2 separate regions of the Mus musculus genome follow, and region 2 is linked to region 1. Evidence: chromatin contacts called from public HiCAR-type data. All regions are on one chromosome and are shown on one strand. The core of a region is the stretch at or near the end of the contact, and the rest is flanking DNA. Distances in the headings are between cores, read along the strand shown.

What was found. HiCAR-type assays count read pairs that join an accessible place to other places.
Region 2: a contact with region 1 is called in a HiCAR-type map of astrocytes, with 2.9 times the contacts expected there. The contact joins the promoter of Arnt2 here to the promoter of Mesd in region 1. A contact is called at or near these places in 9 of 39 promoter capture datasets (the 3T3-L1 cell line, cranial neural crest, embryonic stem cells and 4 more), 1 of 484 Hi-C or Micro-C datasets (nephron progenitors) and 8 of 115 datasets of contacts at active chromatin or transcription factors (astrocytes, bone marrow-derived macrophages, embryonic forebrain and 3 more).

What each region holds. Positions count from the first base shown.
Region 1 is chr7:83,890,192-83,894,453 of GRCm38.p6, forward strand. It overlaps Mesd (mesoderm development LRP chaperone), which reads left to right and starts at 2,075. Exons shown (of 3, transcript NM_023403.4): 1 at 2,075-2,284. The coding sequence starts at 2,099.
Region 2 is chr7:84,407,995-84,412,256 of GRCm38.p6, forward strand. It overlaps Arnt2 (aryl hydrocarbon receptor nuclear translocator 2), which reads right to left and starts at 2,044. Exons shown (of 19, transcript NM_007488.3): 1 at 1,861-2,044. The coding sequence starts at 1,891.

The sequences.
Region 1 (4,262 bases), core at 825-3,324:
CCTTTTTTTTTTTTTTTTTTTTTTTTTTTTTTTGAGACAGGGTTTCTCTGTGTAGCCCTGGCTGTCCTGGAACTTACTTTGTAGACCAGGCTGGCCTCGAACTCAGAAATCCGCCTGCCTCGGCCTCCTCCCAAGTGCTGGGACTAAAGGCGTGTGCCACCATGCCCAGCTGAACCCAGGACATTCTTAACACTCAATTTCCACCCACTTCTGAGAAAGAAGTATCAGTCATAAGAAAGACTTTTACTTAAACATTTTGTAAAGGATTTGCACTATATGAAACCTATTAACGATATCCATCCAAAGTATAGAGAAAAAGACAGGGAAAATAGTAATATAATAATGACCATGAGAGAAAAAACAAAAACACTGGTGTACTAGTGAAGAATGGTTGTGGTGGCACATGCCTCCAATCCAACACTTGGGAGGCAGAGTCAGGCAGACCTCTGAATTCTAGGTCAGCTTGGTTTACAGAGTGAGTTCCAGGTTAGCCAGGGAAACCCAGTCTTGAGAAAACAAACAAGACAAAAAACACCCACAAAGCAAAAAACCAAAAACTAAAAAACAGTAAAGGAATGAAACACTCAAGAACCCAAGGCCAGGCGTGGTGGCGCACGCCTTTAATCACAGCACTCAGGAGGCAGAGGCAGGCAGATTTCTGAGTTTGAGGCCAGCCTGGTCTACAAAGTGAGTTCCAGGACAGCCAGGGCTATAAAGAGAAACCCTGTCTCGCAAAAACCAAAAAAAAAAAAAAAAAAAAAAAAAAAAGAACCCAAGTATGCTTAGTAATTAACACAGTATGCTGATATAAACATTGAAAACCCATTCTTGAGATACATTTGTAAATATAGAAATAAATTGTATGCATTATGTGGCACTTTGGGGTCAGTACTTAAGGTATAGTTTTTGAATATTTTCCAACTACACCAAGGTTTCATGTCTTATGATATAATTTGAAATTTTAAAGAAATCAGATCTGCCACTTAAAGCTTAGGAAACTTTAAAGTATCTCTGACCCCAAGTATTTTAATTTTGAAGATCTTAGTGGTCAAAATCTTGTAAAATAGAAAATAAAATTAGGGTGGTTTTGTCCTATAGGTTAAAGCCACAGTGGTAGATGAAAATCAGAAGAGACAGGAACTATTTTAAACAATAAAAATGGTTATCAATTAAATGGGTTTTTTTTTCCAGTTTAATTGACAGTGATATTGAAAGAATGGTGGGTCGAAAATCATCCGTGGAGCAGAATAACAATAGACCCTATAATTACAGTCTTCGAGAAAAGTTGCCCTAGCTGTCCTTAGCTTTTCAGCAGGCGGTTTGTTCTTGCTAGAAATTACTAGGGAGCGTAGTTGAATGTCAACACCCTGAAAAGGGCCTCAGGGTCAAGGTAGTTTGCATATCTTCCAACTCATTCATTTCATAGGCTTCGAGGACTCTGTCACTGAAACCCTGAGGGAACTTTCAGACCCTGGCTAGAGAATGAGAGACAAAAGGGCTGACTTCTAACAAAACCCCCAAATAGTGGAGAAAGCACAGTTGGGCAGGACCCAGCTAGAGTAGATTGTTTGGCCAGGCCAAGGGGCGGAGCTCGCGGGGCGGAGCCTGGCAAGGGGAGGAACCAGGAGGAAGAACCCTTGGTCCCCAGCCAGGTGAGCTCCCAGAGCTATGGGGCGGAGTCTGGTGAGGAGGCGGTACCCTAGGGGCGGAGTCAGGAGACCGTGGCTGAGGGGTGGAGTCAAGTGGTGAAAGGCTCGATGACGGGGAGGAGCCTGAGGTTGGGAGCCCCAAGGGAATGCAGTTGTGGGCGGAGCCAAGGGGGTCGGAGCTACCGGATGAGGTCCGGACAGGAGGAACCAGAACGAGGCGGGGTGCGGTAGGCTACGGACTCCTCGGAGGCGGAGCCATTGGGACTTGAGTCCGCGAGGGTGGGACGGGGTCAAGTACTGGGTTTAGTTCTGCGCAGAACACGCTTAGGGACTGGATTGGAAGGCCGGGGGCGGGGTGGGGGCGAGGCCCCGGCGTCCGGACTCCGCACGCTGTCTGCGCAGGCTCATTGTGCCTTACGCTGGGCAGTCCGTTACGCTAGGCTGCTAACATGGCTGCCTCCAGGTGGCTGCGCGCGGTTCTACTGTTTCTGTGTGCCTCGGACCTTCTGTTGCTCCCTCCTCCTAATGCCTACGCGGCGGACACTCCGGGCGAGGCCACCCCACCTCCACGGAAAAAGAAGGACATCCGCGATTACAACGATGCCGACATGGCGCGACTTCTGGAGCAGTGGGAGGTCTGTGTCGCCTGCACACTTCTGAGCATCTCCCATACAGATCCCTTTTCTCCTAACCCTTACCCTCTCGGACATTTGACCTTCTGACTTTTGTCCCCTGATCCCGCTCGCTGCCCTCTGAGGGTCTTTCTTGAAATGTCTCCCAGTACCCGTTGACTCCCGCGTCTCTCTTCATTCCACCACGGCTCAGGCCTCTCGCCCAGTGTCTTTCGCTATCATGGCTCCTCAGCCACTCCAGTCAGCACTTGGACTCTCACCAGTCAAGCCCTACTTTCCTTGCTATGTCGCAGGGGTCTCTACATTGATCTTGGTGGTTTGTGAGCCGCGAACAGGGAGCGAGCGCTCCTGAAGAGCATTCCCTCCTTCCTCCTCCTGTTCTGGAGTGAATGGGTTCTAAAGGTGGTCTCTCAACTTTTTTTTAGCTTTGATAGAGATCTTTCCAAATATAGAGGGTTTCCGACTTCTTTTGGTGTATATTCCTGCTGGGGCTTTTGTAATTTCTTGGGTGGGTTTATTTTACTGGTAAAGGGAACTAAGGCATATCTCATATGCAACTCAGGTTTTTCATTGATGGGAGTAGTGGACTTGTTTTGTGAGAGGCCGAATTCTGGTCTGTTACTTGATTGCATTTGGGGTATGCAAAAGGTTCTAAGGAGGGATTCCTGATCAAAAGTACACTGCAGCCCTTGATTGTACTGTCGTATTTGATTGGCACAGCTGATGGAAAGGAATCACACACATAGCTATATTCACTGTGTAAGGTTCTCTGCCAGAGAACTTTTCAGAGTTTGTTTCCAATGCTGATTTTTTTTTTAACTTGTGGCTAACTATATTGTTGGAAGGAGGTAAGACTTTTGGGCATACATTTAAAATATCCACCTGTTGGATTTGACTTAAAAAGGGGGGACTCCTGTTGTTGTTCTCTGTACCCAACAGAAGAATTGGAGTAGTGGGGCCATGGTAGTGCAAGGTTGTAATTCCAGCACTTAAGAGACTAGTGGAGGAGGCTAGCCTTAGTTAAACCTGGGCTACATAGTAAATTTCAAACTGGTTTGGGCTCCACTGTGAGATTCTGGAAAGAAAATTTGGAGTAGATTTGAGTGGGTATGACTCCTTTCAATTTCCAACTGTCCTTTTTGGACTCTAGTAAATAATGCCTTTTAACCTGCTAAAGTGAACCTTGCCTTGTGAGAGGCCTAGCCATGGACAGTGCTCAGACCCCGAGGAAGAGGAGGTCACAGAGATGAGCAAGACATCTGTCAGAACAAGGGGGTAGGAAATAACCCTCGTAAACAGAAACAGAAATGGTTGGATCTTATAAAGAGGAAGTGTTGTGTGGGAATGTCAGAGGGCAACAGGGAGCAGGTTTGATTTTAGACAGGACAGGAGAGTATTCTAGTCTATTAGAGAGATGTGTACTGAGCTGAACAGCAGAGACCAACAGAATAACATTCCCTGCATTTAATACAAACACACTTGTGAATGTGGTCTAGTAGAGATCTCTGTGCCTATATATGTACCTCAGCATGCATATGAAGGTCCAAGAACAAGTTGGATGTAGTTGGTCATTTCTTTCCTTCTACCATGTGGGCCCTGGGGATTAAACTCAGGTCATCATATCTGCCAAGGCAAGCGCCTTGCCCACCAAGCCAACTTACCATCCCCTTTGGGGATTATTTATTTCTGTCTGTTGTGTACGTTCTTCCATTTATTAGTTATTCCATTTATTAACTATTTATTGATATTCTACTGATATTCTTTTTCTTTCTTTATGTTAATATGGACTTAGAGAATTATAAATCCTCACTACTATTTTGATGTTCATATTATTCCAGATTTGGCCCTAGAACTGCTTCAGGTTGTTGTCCATGGCATTCTGACTTGTTATATGAGTGATTCTTGCTGAGGCAAAAAAGATATTTAAGGCTTCACTTTTTGTTTTCCATAGGGTGACTAGTCTTTTCTTCAAGAAACCTCT
Region 2 (4,262 bases), core at 794-3,293, 520 kb after region 1:
TGCTCAGAATTGCTGGTATTTTTGACTGAGGAAAGATCTGGATATCACAATGTATTAAGGTGGCCAGGTAGTGACTAACAGCACTCCTCCCAAGTCCCAAGGTTTCTATAGCAGAGAGAACAATGTACTGGACAAAGTGGTTCCCAACAGTGATATAACGGTAGATGAGTTACATAAGTCACCTAAGAGCTTGTGCTTTTCCTCAGTAGATTCCGGACTCAACCATCTTCATTATTTCCCTTTGCTTTTTCTAATCGCATTACAGTTTAAGGTATTAATTTTCTATTGATTTCTAAGTATCAGAATAGGTTGAAAGTGCTTCAGTGGTTTAAAAAAAAAAACACAAAAATGACACAGCCGTGTTTCCAAGCCAGCTATCTACCCACTCAGTGTTCCAGACAGAGACTCCATGTCGCCTCTTCTAGGACTGCCTGTTTCAGTTAGTGAGCCTCCTTGACGGGAATTAGAAAGGTTCATCACCTCCTTGTCCCCACAGGCACTTGCCTCTGTCTATTCTGGCTTTCCTCAATTGCCTTTACCTCAAATCTAATGAAGGCCAGATCTCATACTTTGTCTGCCTCCTGGTATTTTCCTTCTCCTCTGTTCAGGCCACTACAGCTAAGTCTGACCTGCAGCACCTGCCTCTTCTCCACGCAGTTCCTGCTTCTCGTCTTCCTATCTTCTGTATCACCTCACCACAGCTGACAAATCAACCTTACAGGAAAGCAGTGATCATGTGGCTCCTCCGTTCAGTACTACTTAAAACTCTCTTTTGATGTAGGAAGAGGAAGCCACAGTCCATGTCTTCCATGGCCCTTTGGACCTAGCCACATCCATGCAACTCAATGTCAGGTCCCTCTGTTTCCTCTCACACCTTACTCACTGGCTTCCAGTGTATGCTTAGAGCATGGCCATCATGACTTCATGACTTATGCCTGTAATGCCTCTCAGTCTGTGTGTCTGCGTTTTCAAACTGTATCTTCTACAAGTTCAGGCTAAAGTGTCCAGAGTCCCCTCAACCTTCCCCGACCAACATGGACAAAGGGGATCTTCCACTCATAACTTACTCTGAAGACATTCTTCTTTCATAAGCACTCTGGTAGTTCACTCCACCTGATCTGGGGCCACACCCAACACAAGACCTCTTCCACTGAGCTTTCCCGGGGTCTAAGCTATTTGACCGTCCCTGCCTCAATCTACAGGGACCTATGATTCTCCAGAACCAAAGCATACAACACAAAACCTAAAACTTGGGAGCGGGAAGGCAGTCACATGTCTATCCTCTCAGCCTTGCATGATAGACAGGGAACTTTGCCAATGACAATAGGGCTCCCCCGCCACATTTCAACAGGAGCCTAACACTCCCACTCATTCCTGAACTCCTTCCATTTTTTTTCTAATCTGACGGCATAAGTCCAAGGGTCACAGGCTGTACCTTCAGCGACATCAGACAATCGGAGAGGGATAGGGCTGCTGAAGGCCATTATTACCAGTTAGGCTTTTCCTGTCCAGAAAGGACTGGGACATATACACTGGCCAGGTGTAAACCCCGCCAAAGACCAGCGTGGGGGAGGCGGGGCCGATAGGCGAAAGAGTCCCAGGAGTTCTGCCCTGTTGAATCCCCGCTTCAAACTTTTCTCTCGCTCAGCGCGACACCTGGCATCCGCTGGCCCCTGTGGCTCTGGAGCCCGCGGGCGAGCATCTAGTTACACGCAGCAGCGGCGGGCGCCGTCAGGACCAGGTTGAGCACCATTCGAGAACGAGGATGCCACGGCCGGTGCTGATGCTGCCGGGCAGCGGCCACTCCCCACCCCGGGGCTGCGCGTCTCAGGCTCGGCCAGAGGCTGGGCCGCTACTCACCCGGAGGGTTGACGGCGGCCGGGGTTGCCATCTTGCCGGGAAGGGACCGGAGCGCCGGGCGGGGGCGGGGGCGGGGACGGGGACCCGGCGCGGGCCAGCGCCGCCGCGGCCGCGCCACACAAAGGAAGGTGCGGGCGGTGCTCCCCGCGCTCCCGCGCTCTCAGAGCGCCCCGCGCTCCTGCCCGCGCTGCTCCCCGCGCCCCGCGCGCTCCCCGTTCCTCTGCGCGCACCCGCGCTCCTCCTTTCCCGGGCCTCCTCCGGGTTCAGCCTTTGTGGTGCGGCTGGGGTGCCGGGCCCGCGGCTCCCGGGTCCGAGCCGTAGCACCGCGAGACTTGGGGCAGCGGGCAGCGGGCAGCGGGACCCTCCTCGGGTCCGCGCAGGTGCCCAGGTTAGAGGCCTCGGCGCACTCCCTATCCGCCCTAGTAGGGTCCCCAGGTATCAGGGACACATCGCCGAGAGGCGCTGTCCCCTCGCGGAGGAGCGGGTGAGCAAAGGACCCATTTGGATGCAGAGGACAACCGGCCTAAGAAACAAAGGCGTCCCAGTGCAACCACTTAGCATGCCAGGGCCGCGCCACTGAGCTCCCGGGCACCCTGGCTAGGGCTGCAGAAGAGGGCCTAAGGGGAGGCACCCAGAAATGCCCAAGGCCACCGTCCCTCCAAGGCACTGGCACACAGCTCCAGCACAGAGTTTGGCTCAGGAATGGAGAGAAGCCAGGGAGGTTTTGAGGACAGTGTCTAGCTCTGCCTTCTTGAGGACATGGCCACTGTCAGCATTTATTAGAGTCCTCTCGAGGGCCTTATTCACACCTCCATACTGAGGTTTTAAGAAGATTTCTAATGGTTTCATCTGCGTATGCTGGTAAAATAAGAGCACGGGATACTTGAAGAGTGGTTTTTCCAGGCAGCCACTGGGATTCCTGGAGGTGATATTCCACAGTAGATGCCCTGATTAGGTGAGATTGGAAGGCTGGTCACACCCCAGGCCAGAATTAAAGGCACTGTGCCTTCTAACACTGATAACATCTGCAAAAAATACCACACTATTTCCAAAGAAGCATGCATGAAATAGGATAGGGAAATGATGATTGGAGTATGTTTTTAAACCATCATTGTCTTTGGAAAAGCGTTTGTCTCTACTGCCCTAATAATAAATCAATTGGACAAACACTGAAAATTCTGAATTCCCGGCACAGACCTGGGTGTTGAGCATACAGGATTGACCTCCTTCAGGGCTGCAGGGCTTCCTGGATAGGAGAGAGCTGGAAGGAAGGACACAAGAGACCACCTGAGTTGGGGCAGCCGCTCTTTGAAGCTTAAACAGAGCCCCTGAAATGTGGTCACTGCTGAGCAAAAGGGACAGAAAGAAGATGACATTGAAAGTCACCTTTGAAGAAATGACTAGAATACAGGGAAGACATTTCAAAGGAAAAAATACACACTGTGCATTTACTTAAGGGGCAGGGGTGGCGGGTGGGTGGGGAGGGGAGGCCCAGACAGAAATGAGGAGAGATGTAGGTTGGAATTTGAAACTCAGCAGGTGTCTAAGTAGAAGGGTCCTGATGTCCAGCCACAAACCAAGTGAGACTCGGTCTCTCTTCTATAGTCCCCCAAATACAACACTCTCAAGCATCCATTACACATATACACACATATATTCTTGTTTGAGATGGAGGATCTCATTACATAGGTTAGGCCAGCCTTGAACTTGTAAGATTCTCCTGCCTTTGCTTCCTGAGTGCTTGGATACAAGTGTGCAGCACCACACCCAATCTCTGAAGTTTCTCAAGGGGAGGAAATACAGCCATTCTCTGTCCCATCAGACTCGCCATCCAGGTATATCTATCTAGTGGAGTCTTTTCTTGGTTCTGTCCATGTAGCTCTGGCCCATGTGCACAGTACACAGCATCACTGCTGAGTTCTCCTTTTCCTCTAACTTTCCACACACCTCAAAAGCAATCAGGTTTCCTTCCTTAACAGATACATAGCAGTCTAGTAACCAATTTAGCCATAACATGTGGCTCACTGGTTCCTCAAACAGGTAACTAACAGTCTCCCTAAAAATAAAACTGTAGCACTGTGTGTGTCATAAACAGATAAGCAGGCATGCTTGGTTGTTGATAAGGTTTTGTAACTATGCTCTTGTCCTTTACCCATTTTCTGAACATTACTGTGTAAATAGTGGTGTGTGTGTGTGTGTGTGTGTGTGTGTGTGTGATGGTATTCATGTGAGGGTCAAATGACAATTTGGGAGAATCTCTTGCCTCCTTGAGAATCTCTTGCCTCCTTCCACCACGTTGGTCCCAGGGATTAAATTCAGTTAGGCTTGAAGACGAGACGAGTGTGTTTTTATCTGATGAACCATTTCATTAGCCCTGTAAGAGAAAAATCTCTGATACTGGA